2 separate regions of the Mus musculus genome follow, and region 1 is linked to region 2. A link is a contact called in public HiChIP or PLAC-seq data. All regions are on one chromosome and are shown on one strand. The core of a region is the stretch at or near the end of the contact, and the rest is flanking DNA. Distances in the headings are between cores, read along the strand shown.

Region 1 (4,843 bases), core at 1,929-4,428, 470 kb after region 2:
CGAAAAGCTATGACATGGGTACTCCTCGAACTGCTTATTCCATAGTCAGAATGACCTGGAAGGTCTCCCCAACGAAGAATTTCCAAAGAATGAATATAACTATGTTCAAACCATTCAAAGAAGGTATTAAAATACTCCAAGAGGAAAACATCAAACAGCAGAATGGAGTGGAGACATCAATTCAAGATGTGAAAATAGAATTAAGTGAGGAGGTAGCATTCATTGCTGATGAAAACCCAAGCTATAGTGATGCTGGAAGTGAAAAAGTCAGTAAGCCAAGTGAAAGCCTCATTCAGGAGACTCACCAACAGGACGACTCACGGGGAAAGAAAGCAGCGAGCATATCAGGGCTGCATGACGAAGCAGAGGAACTGGCTTACTCAGTAAAGGTCAATGACTGAAAACAAAACAAAACCCCGATGGGCATGATGCAAAATGAGCCAACTTTCAAATTATAAGCATAGAAGGAAAAGAATACCATGCCGAAGGCATAGAAAGTCATAGAAGAAAAATTTCCAAACCTAGAGAAGGAGGTGCCCATGTAGACACAGAAACCCCCAGAAACCCCCCAAAAAGACAGGACCAGAAAATAAACACTCCACGACATTTTATAAACATTAAAAACAGAAAACAAAGAATGGATATTGAAGGCTGCAAAAGAGAAAGGTTCAGGGGCTGGAGAGATGGCTCAGCGGTTAAGAGCACTGACTGCTCTTCCAGAGGTCCTGAGTTCAAATCCCAGCAACTACATGGTGGCTCACAACCATTTGTAATGAGATCTGATGCCCTCTTCTGGTGTGTCAGTGACAGTACACTTACATACAGGAAATAAATAAATAAATAAATAAACAAATAAATAAATAAATAAATCTTAAAAAAAGAGAGAAAGGTTCAGTTATTTATAAAGGTAGACTCACCTGACTTATGAATGATAACACTTGATTACTCTAGAGACATTTTACACATATTTATTTTATGTGTATGGGCCTTTTTGCCTGTATGTGTGTTTGTACACCACATACATACAGTGTGCAGAGGCCAGAAAAGGGAATCAAATCCTGTGTGACTGGAGTTACAGATGGTTCTTGGCTGCCCCGTGGGTACTAGGAACCAAATCCAAGTCCTCTACTGAGCCATCTCTGCAGCCACACAGTAGAAACATTTAAGGCCAGACGTGTGGAAAGACATTCCAAGTTCTGAAAGACCAAAATTCTCAACCAGGAAACTATTAAAATTCAAGGGGAAATAAAAGCTTTCCCCAGCAAAAACAGATGAAAGGTATTTGTGACCATAGGCCGCTCTACAGAGGACATGGGGGTAATACCTCAGACTGAAGAGAAACACCATGCACATGAGGGGACGTGGGCTAAATCACACGTGAGGAGGTGTGGGGATGGGAAAGGCTGGGTTGGGGGAGGCTTAGCCAGAGTGAAGGCTTCCTACATTCAAATCTACAAACCTCCACACAAGAAAAAAAAATTCTGAGGGGGATGCAGAACACAGGCAGCTTGAAAATGGAGGGATTTCAGATTTAAGTGGGAATCAGGGGCTTGGAGGACTGGGGAGAGGAGAGGGTTAAGTCGGGTTAGCCAAGAGCAAGGACACATGAAGAAGCCTTATAAAGTCGCTACTCTGTAAGCTAACATTTATAAAGCAATTTGAACAAAGTATATCCATGGGTGAACAATGTTGCTCTCTGAAGAAATGTGTTAGGCTGGGTGAGGTGACACTGTATCGCTTGCTTATGTTAAATGTGTGTAGATTTGGTGTTGTTCAAAAGGCATTTATGGAACTAAGAGCATGGTAAGTGATGAGCAAGTCCTCCGGTGACTTGATATTTAGGCATCACTAGTTTGTGTTCTATCAAGAGATTACTTAATTTGTATGTTTCCCTGAGACTACAGTTTCTTTTTCCTTCCACTTGGTCACCCCTTGCTCTAAATGTGGGTCATGTTAGAAAATACGATGATGGCTCTCCACAAACATTCCAAGGAGTTACAGACTATCGTGTTTTTTTATTTTATTTTATTTTTTAAAAAAGATTTATTTATTTATTATATGTAAGTACACTGTAGCTGTCTTCAGACACTCCAGAAGAGGGAGTCAGATCTCGTTATGGATGGTTGTGAGCCACCATGTGGTTGCTGGGATTTGAACTCCAGACCTTCAGAAGAGCAGTCAGGTGCTCTTACCCACTGAGCCATCTCACCAACCCCCAGACTATCGTGTTTTTAATTTACACCAGGCTATTTACCTGTGGTCCTTTACCCACAAATACAGTGTTGTGAACATTTTAATGATATGTGTGTAACATGTGAATAATGAAGTTTTGTTTGTCTGTAACCTGCTTTTTCATGTTGCTTCAAGATTGTCTGTTATGAGAAATAATATGTAGTGCCCTAGCATGCTTGTAATGAAACACATAACAAGGACGAGAGCCTAGCGAAGTGGCACATGCTGATAATGTTAGCACTTAAAAATGATAAACAACAACAACAACAAATAAGAAGCCAAGAAATTAAAAAGGGATAAGATAAATTATTGGCCACAATAGTCAGGAAAGCTAGAGAGGCTAGTAAGATAGATAGTACCTGGGCAGCAGCTGCAGAGCGCCTTTGGCTAAAGATCAATGTTTACTGTAAAGAAAAAAAAAGACACTGGGTGAGAGACTGCTCCAACAAAAAGAAGAAAAGGGACAATGTGGCTCTCTAAAACTAAAACAGGGACTGTGTTTCATATTCACCCACTAACCAATTCAAGACAAGTTAGAAAATTCCTGGGCACTGCGGGCCTTTACAGCCTGTGGATTCCAGAATTTGCTAAATTAAAGAGATAAACAGCCCTTCATATGAAAAAAAATAAAAAAACAACAGGCCTTTGATGCCATTAAGACTGCCCTAATGTTGGCTCCAGCTTTAGGCCTCCCAGATGTGACTGAGAACAAAGATATTGCCAAAAAGGAGTTCTTACTCAGAGACTGAGGCTCTAGAAAAGACCTGTGGCATACGTATCTAAAAAATTAGACCCTGTGGCTGTAGGATGGCCGGCTTGTTTGCTGTAACGTTACTGGTCAAGGAAGCAGATAAATTGACTCTGGGACAGAACTTAGTGCATGCCCTAAAAAGTGTGGATCAGCCCCGATCGATGGCTGACTAATGCTCGCATGACTCATTACCAGATTCTGTTGCTCAACTCTGGTAGAGTCACTTTTGCCCCCCGCAAGTCTGAACTTAGCTACCCTGCTCCCAGACAAGACTGGCGTGAAGATCTGACAGACCAGCAGCTGTGGTAGCTGGACACAGGCCCTGCCAGAGAACACATTGGCTCAAAAGGCAGAACTGATCGTCCACACTAAGGCCTTGAAATAAAAAAAAAAAGAAAAAGACTCAACATCTACATGGATAGCAGGTACGCTTTTGCCACAGACCACGTCCATGAGGCCATATATCAACAGAGGAGTCTACTGACGTCGGGAGGAAAAGGAATTAAGAACAAAGAAGTAGTACTGGATCTACTGAGGCCCTCCATGGCTCTGCCAAGGTAAACATCATCCACTGTCCTAGTCACCAGAAGAGAGAACCCATGATAACAAGGGACAACAACGTGACAGACTGAGAGGCACGAACAGTTACAGCCATGGCCCTGCGGGTGCTCCTGGCAATGGAGCCCGAGTTTGCCTACATAGCAAAAGACTTAGCCTTCATTTCCAAAGATTCCAGTCACCAGTTCAACAAAAATAAGAGACTGTGGTACACCTCCATGGAAAGAAAATTCCTGCCACAAAGACAATCAGAGGCTATGATCAAACAGATGCTCCAGTGGACTTACGTAGGGGTCAGCAAGCTCATCCAGACATTTTCCAAAACTAAGTATCATGTACCAGGTTTAAAACACCTTATAGAGTAGGTGGTGCAAAAGTGTGTGCCCTGCCAAAAAGTCAATGTCTGCCACACCATGGTGGATCCAGAGAAGAGATCAGGAAGACAGACCTGGAGTCTACTGGGAAGTAGACTTTACTGAAAACAGATAAGATATAAATACCTTCTGGCTTTTGTAAACATTCTTAAAATAGATAAAAGCTTTCCCCTGTAAAAATAAGACTGCTCAGATAGTCATCAAAAAGATTATTGAAAAAATTTTTCCAAGGTTTAGAGTGCCAAAAGCAATAAGGCCAATTAATGGCCCTGCCTTTGTTGTCCAGGTAAGTCAGGGCGTGGCTAAGTATTTAGAGGTCAAATAAAAATTACACTGTGTATACAGACCTCAGAGCTCAGGACAGGTAGAAAGGATTCATAGAACCCTAAAAGAGACCTCGACAAAATTACCCATGGCTACAGACCAGATAGTGCTCCTTCCCCTTGCCCTGTTTAAAACTAAAAATACTTCCTTTTAATTCAGTCTCACTTTTTTTTGAGATCCTTTATGGGGCTCCCATGTCCACCACTGTTTAAATAATATAATTAAACCCACATGTTGTTATAATAATGCTCTGTATGCTAAGTTAAAAGACTTACAGGTGATACAAAAAGAAGTCTGATCCAACTGGTGACAGCGAACGAGCCGGGTACCCCAAAGACATTTCACCAGTTCCAGTCGGAGATCTAATCTGCGTGCACCTGGATCACGCTCAGACCCTTGAGCATCGATGGAAGGGTCCCCACCTAGCCCTACTCACTACCCCTTCTTATCCTGTTTTCTGTCCTTAACCTTTGGCCCATACATCCTTAATTGCTTAAGTACACTACAAGTTTTGATGTTCAGACAATAATATCAGTAGCTACAACAAAGTAAGACATCATTTCAGGATTGAAATGTACCAAAGAGAAAGGGGGGAATGTAATAT
Region 2 (4,730 bases), core at 1,848-4,347:
GGCCCCGTCCAGCCCTCATCCAAAGTGCATTTGCTGTTGATGCTGGTTGGGACTCAAAACAGCTCTAAGCAAGGAATCTAAGATTCTACCCAGGCAGCCATACCTAAGGATGTAGGTCTGATGAAGGCTGTGGGAACCTGGCTTGGACTGGCAATGGTCTGACCTCACTCACCTGTGTGAGCCAGCTTTGTGGTGCCATATCTGGTCCCTGTGTGTGGCTTACCTCATTATCTGCCCAGCATCCTTTCCTGGTGCCCAGAGAGATGCTCTCATCTCATCGGGCACAGCCGGTTACCACTCTGCCCCTTCCCTGCCCCCTGGATGCTGCACTGACCCCAGGAGTGCCCAGTCCCTGGCCCTGCATGTCCTTTGGGCTGGGGGTGCTTCTGCTAGGGGCTTCTGAGGACAGCTGTGATGCACCTGTCCTGCAGCACGGGGCCCTCATCCTGAGGGACCCTGAGGCTACCGAGGCACTGAGTGTTCTCTGTTCTGTTCTCGCTTCTGAATCCAAACCACTCACTCAAGACACGAGGCGTCGGCAGCAGGGTTCGGATTACACGTCCACCTCCGAGGAGGAGTATGGGTCCCACCACAGCTCCCCTAAACACACACGCTCCCATGCCTCAACAGCCACACAGACCCCAAGGGGCAGCAGCTCTACCCGGGCTCGCTCCCAGGGCCCCCGAGACACAGATGATGACGAGGAAGAGCCTGACCCCTACGGCTTCATCGTGCAGACAGCAGAGATCGCAGAGATTGCTAGGTGAGTGACCAGTCAGGGCCAGGCCAGAGGCCCCCTCCCTTGGCTGAGAGCAGCCTAAGGGCCAGGGCTAGGCTGGGCTTCTGACCCTGAGTAGATTTAGAGATTATTTGGTGGGTGGTGGCTATGTGAGTGGGTGGGTGGGTGGATGAGACCCCCTGGTGCCATGCCTTTAATCTCAGCACTTGGGAGGGAGAGGCAGGCAGATCTCTGTGAGTTTGAGGCCAGCCTTGTCTACAGAGTGAGTTCGTTCTAGAACAGCCAGGGCTACGCAGAGAAATCCTGTCTCAAAATCAATAACAGCAACAACAAAGAGGTGTATAAATGAATAAATGAGTGGGTATGTGGATGGATGGATTAGTCACTAGGCGATGGCTCAGTTGATGAGTAGATATTTGGATGGATGGGTGGATGGATAGGTGGACCGGTGGGTGTCTCTCTAGGAGGGCGGGGAACTTTGGGTTCAAGGAGCTAGTGTGACCACAGTTTATTCCAAATAAACTTCCTCATGAGGCCATTCTTTGGGATGTGTTCTGGGAAAGGGTGTGTGGAGATGGATCTAGCTGGCTATGGCCAGTGTCCTGGTGCCCAGGCACTGGAAAGCTTGTAGAGATGTCCCCTAGGAACAAGGTGGACCTCAGGAATTTTGTTGAGGTTGCTGTTCTTGAGAGCTCTTGAGACACTGAGAAGGTGACCAGAAACAGATGGCCCTCATGAGTGGCCCATGTGTGGATGGGGGCACAGTTACTGTAACCTCACAGGCAGAAGCTGAGGCCGTGGTAGAATGAGGTCACATAGAGGACAGGGTAAGAGAGATGGGTTGACAAAGAGGGTCCTCCTGAGAGGCAGGCGGGGTGTACGGGAGGATGTATGGCCCTTGAGTGAGACCCAAAGGGACAAAGGCTCCTCAGGTCTCAGTATAAGAAGGAGCAGGAAGAGGTGTGGCCCGTGTGGGCTTCTCAAGCTCTGGTGTGCCTTCCTGGTGGGCCCAGGAGACTGCTGCAGTTTCCCTGTAGAAAGAGGCCCCAAGAGAAGCAGCACAGGAAGAAGTGGGAACATTTGGAGGTTTGGTGTCACCTAGAGTCAGGGGGACCTGCTTCTGTGCTCTCTTGATGTCAGAACCATGAGAAGCCTGGGTCACCCATCTGGGGAACCATGACGAAGCTTTTGGAGAGAGGCAGGTATGGCAAAGGCCTAGGATGCAGGTCCTACGTAGACCCAAGAGGAGAGTCGTAGGATACCCTAAGTCTGGAGCTGAGGGTTCAAGTGTGTGGATCATGGTGGTAATGAGCCTGAAGAACTGTGAAGGCAAGAGAGAGGATGTGGGCCCTTCAGGGACCTCCCTAAAGACGGGGCTGGCCATGTGTCCAGGAACCTAGTTAGACTGGTGTCCTCAAAGCAGCAAGCCCAGGGAATTGCTGCTGCCTACTTTGTCGTCTGTCTCCTGGCTGCCCAGGTGCCTCACTGGGACAAGCCCCAGGACCCTTGTCAGATGTGTGCTCCCCCATGGTGTGATCAGAACTTAGCTCTCAGCCATACTGGAAGAGCCACAAGGTCCCTCTACAACTCTGACCTTTGGACTCAGGAGCCCCTATTCACTCCTCCCGTGCCTCTGTTTCCTTGCTCACCAAGGTGGTGCCCATGCACTCTGAGGCTACGTTACATCCATTCTGGGAGGGCCTGATGGCCAGTGACTAGCTCTGGTGTGCAGGAAGAGGAGAACGTCTGGGGACCCTACGCTTCTGTCAGACCCCCACACACCCCAGGCCCAGCTCGGGCAGGCCATGTACCTCAGGCCCAGGCCTTTACCCAGCACAGCCTCAGGCAGTGGAGTTGGACCTGACTCTGCACAGGATGCTTGTGGGTCCTCACCGCCCTCCTCTGTGCACTGGGGCTCTCCCAAGAGGACCACTAGCAGAACTTGTTTTTTCCTGTTGGCTGCAGGCTAAGCCAGACACTAGTGAAGGATGTGGCCATCCTGGCCAGGGAGATCCATGATGTGGCTGGAGACGGGGACTCACTGGGCTCCCCAGGCCCCACTCGCAGCCCATCTCTCGGGAATGTGCCCAACACCCCTGCCTCAACCATCTCAGCCCGGGAAGAGGTGAGTTCAGGCCTCTCAAGGGCACATGCTCATCTGCCAGGGTCAAATCCACCATGTGCTTCTTGGTGTGAGGGCTGTAATAAGAATCCTTACAGAATCCCGAGAGCTTGTGCTGTGGAAACTTGTCCTTCCAAGGGAGTGGGCGTTGGGAGGGATCCGGAGCAGATGCAGACGGGCCCAGGCCTGTCACGTCCTGTTTTATCTCTTCTCTGACTGAAGCAGTGCAGGGGCTCACTGCACCCCCTAGTGGTTCCTCTGCATCAGCCGAGCCAATGCTCTGTTCTCTGCAGCTGGTACAGCGTATACCAGAGGCCAGCCTGAACTTCCAGAAAGTGCCGCCTGGCTCTATGAACTCTCACAACTTGGACCAGAACATGAATGACAGCCGAGACGATGCTCTGACCAACAAGACGAGGCCTCGGAACCGTGAGGAGGCACGGTGCCCCTCTGACATTGCGTAGCTGCGGGTTGGGGCGTGTCTTAGTGTCTGGATGGAGGCCAGCTAGCTGGGTGGAGAGGGGAGGGCCCCGGCCATACTAATGCCCAGGTCCTTCCAGGTGATCTTTGATAATCTGATGCTAAACCCGGTGTCCCAGCTGTCACATGCCATTCGTGAAAACACGGAGCATCTTGCTGAGAAGATGAAGTAAGCGGGTAGTCCCTGGGTGCCAACAGGTCACGTGTGCTGCATCTAGCAATAGTATGCAGCCTGATAGGTCACATGTGGGTAGCCAGTCTCTGTGTGTCTTCACTGCTCCCTGGGGTCGGGGCCCCATTGCTTCCTCTCTCTCTCTGGCCCTATCTGAGCTGTTCCCATCTGAGCATGAGGTAGCTAGCCACACTCCTGCTCCGGGTGTCAGTTTCCCTCTTGAATCAGCTCTACTATGGCCAGAGAATATCAGGGGAGCAGCTGTTCTGTGTTCTCTGTCACTGCCCTTGTCCCTGCTCCCCTCTCAGGGTCCTCTTCCAGAATACAGGCCGGGCCTGGGAGGACTTAGAGGCCAGAATCAACTCTGAGAATGAAGTACCCATCCTGAAGACATCCAACAAGGTGAGAGACAGAGACCCCATCCTTGAGCCTGGCCCCCCATCCTCGGGCCTGGCCCCCCATCCTTGGGCCTGGCCCCCCATCCTTGGGCCTGGCCCCCCATCCTCGGGCCTGGACCCTCATCCTTGAGCCTGGCCCCCCATCCTCGGGCCTGGACCCCCATCCTCGGGCCAGGACCCCCATCCTCGGGCCTGGACCTCTACCCTCGGGCCTGGACCCCCATCCTCCGGCCTGGCTCCCAGCCAGTGGGCGTTGCTGAGCTGGTCTGAGCCACATCCTTAATCCAAGTCCACCAGGAGGCCCTGGGGGCCCTGCATGTTCCTACTCTTGCCCTCCAACCTTCCTCCTCTCTGTCCTCCCAGGAAATCAGCTCCATCCTGAAGGAACTTCGACGCGTACAGAAGCAGTTAGAAGGTAGGTGTGGCCCAGACCTAGGGCAGGCAAGGGCGACCTCAGAGGCTTATAGCCAGATTCTCAACTGGACTCTTTGATCTCTTCCTCCAGTCATCAATGCCATCGTGGACCCCAGCTTGAACCTCGACCTACTGATGGGAAACAGGGCTCCTTCAGGGTCTGGCCAGCCAGGACTTGGGAAAGCCCGGCCAGCAGCTCAGAGCTCAACTTCACCTGCCTCGGTGGATACCTTGCTGCCAGCCCTGCCTCTCAGGAGCTTCCCACAGCGGGCCAACTGCGGGCCCCCCGGCCTCCCGGAGCCTGCCTTCCTTCCTGATGCTGAGAGGTTTCTGATCTAAGCTGTGAGGCGGGCAAGGCCAGCCTTCTTCTGCGCGTGTGTCCTGTGCATCCATCCCACGGCCCAC

Evidence for each region. HiChIP or PLAC-seq counts read pairs in DNA pulled down with a chosen protein or histone mark.
Region 1: a contact with region 2 is called in a FOXA1 HiChIP or PLAC-seq map of pancreatic cancer cells. The contact joins two enhancer-like sites. A contact is called at or near these places in 1 of 115 datasets of contacts at active chromatin or transcription factors (pancreatic cancer cells) and 1 of 9 other capture datasets (adipose tissue).

The regions. Positions count from the first base shown.
Region 1 is chr12:113,207,598-113,212,440 of GRCm38.p6, forward strand. No RefSeq gene overlaps it. Among named protein-coding and RNA genes, the nearest start is that of Gm25622, 4.1 kb to the right of the region's middle. Within about 2 kb of position 3,179, at least 23 of the 459 cell types and tissues checked have an H3K27ac peak or open chromatin away from gene starts, as enhancers often do. A contact at or near this core is called in pancreatic cancer cells, where this site is marked.
Region 2 is chr12:112,740,249-112,744,978 of GRCm38.p6, forward strand. Cep170b (centrosomal protein 170B) reads left to right here. Exons shown (of 19, transcript NM_001024602.3): 13 at 526-763; 14 at 2,705-2,864; 15 at 3,155-3,298; 16 at 3,422-3,510; 17 at 3,822-3,915; 18 at 4,275-4,326; 19 at 4,417-4,730. The coding sequence ends at 4,664. Among named protein-coding and RNA genes, the nearest start is that of Mir6940, 9.3 kb to the left of the region's middle. Within about 2 kb of position 3,098, at least 128 of the 459 cell types and tissues checked have an H3K27ac peak or open chromatin away from gene starts, as enhancers often do. A contact at or near this core is called in pancreatic cancer cells, where this site is marked.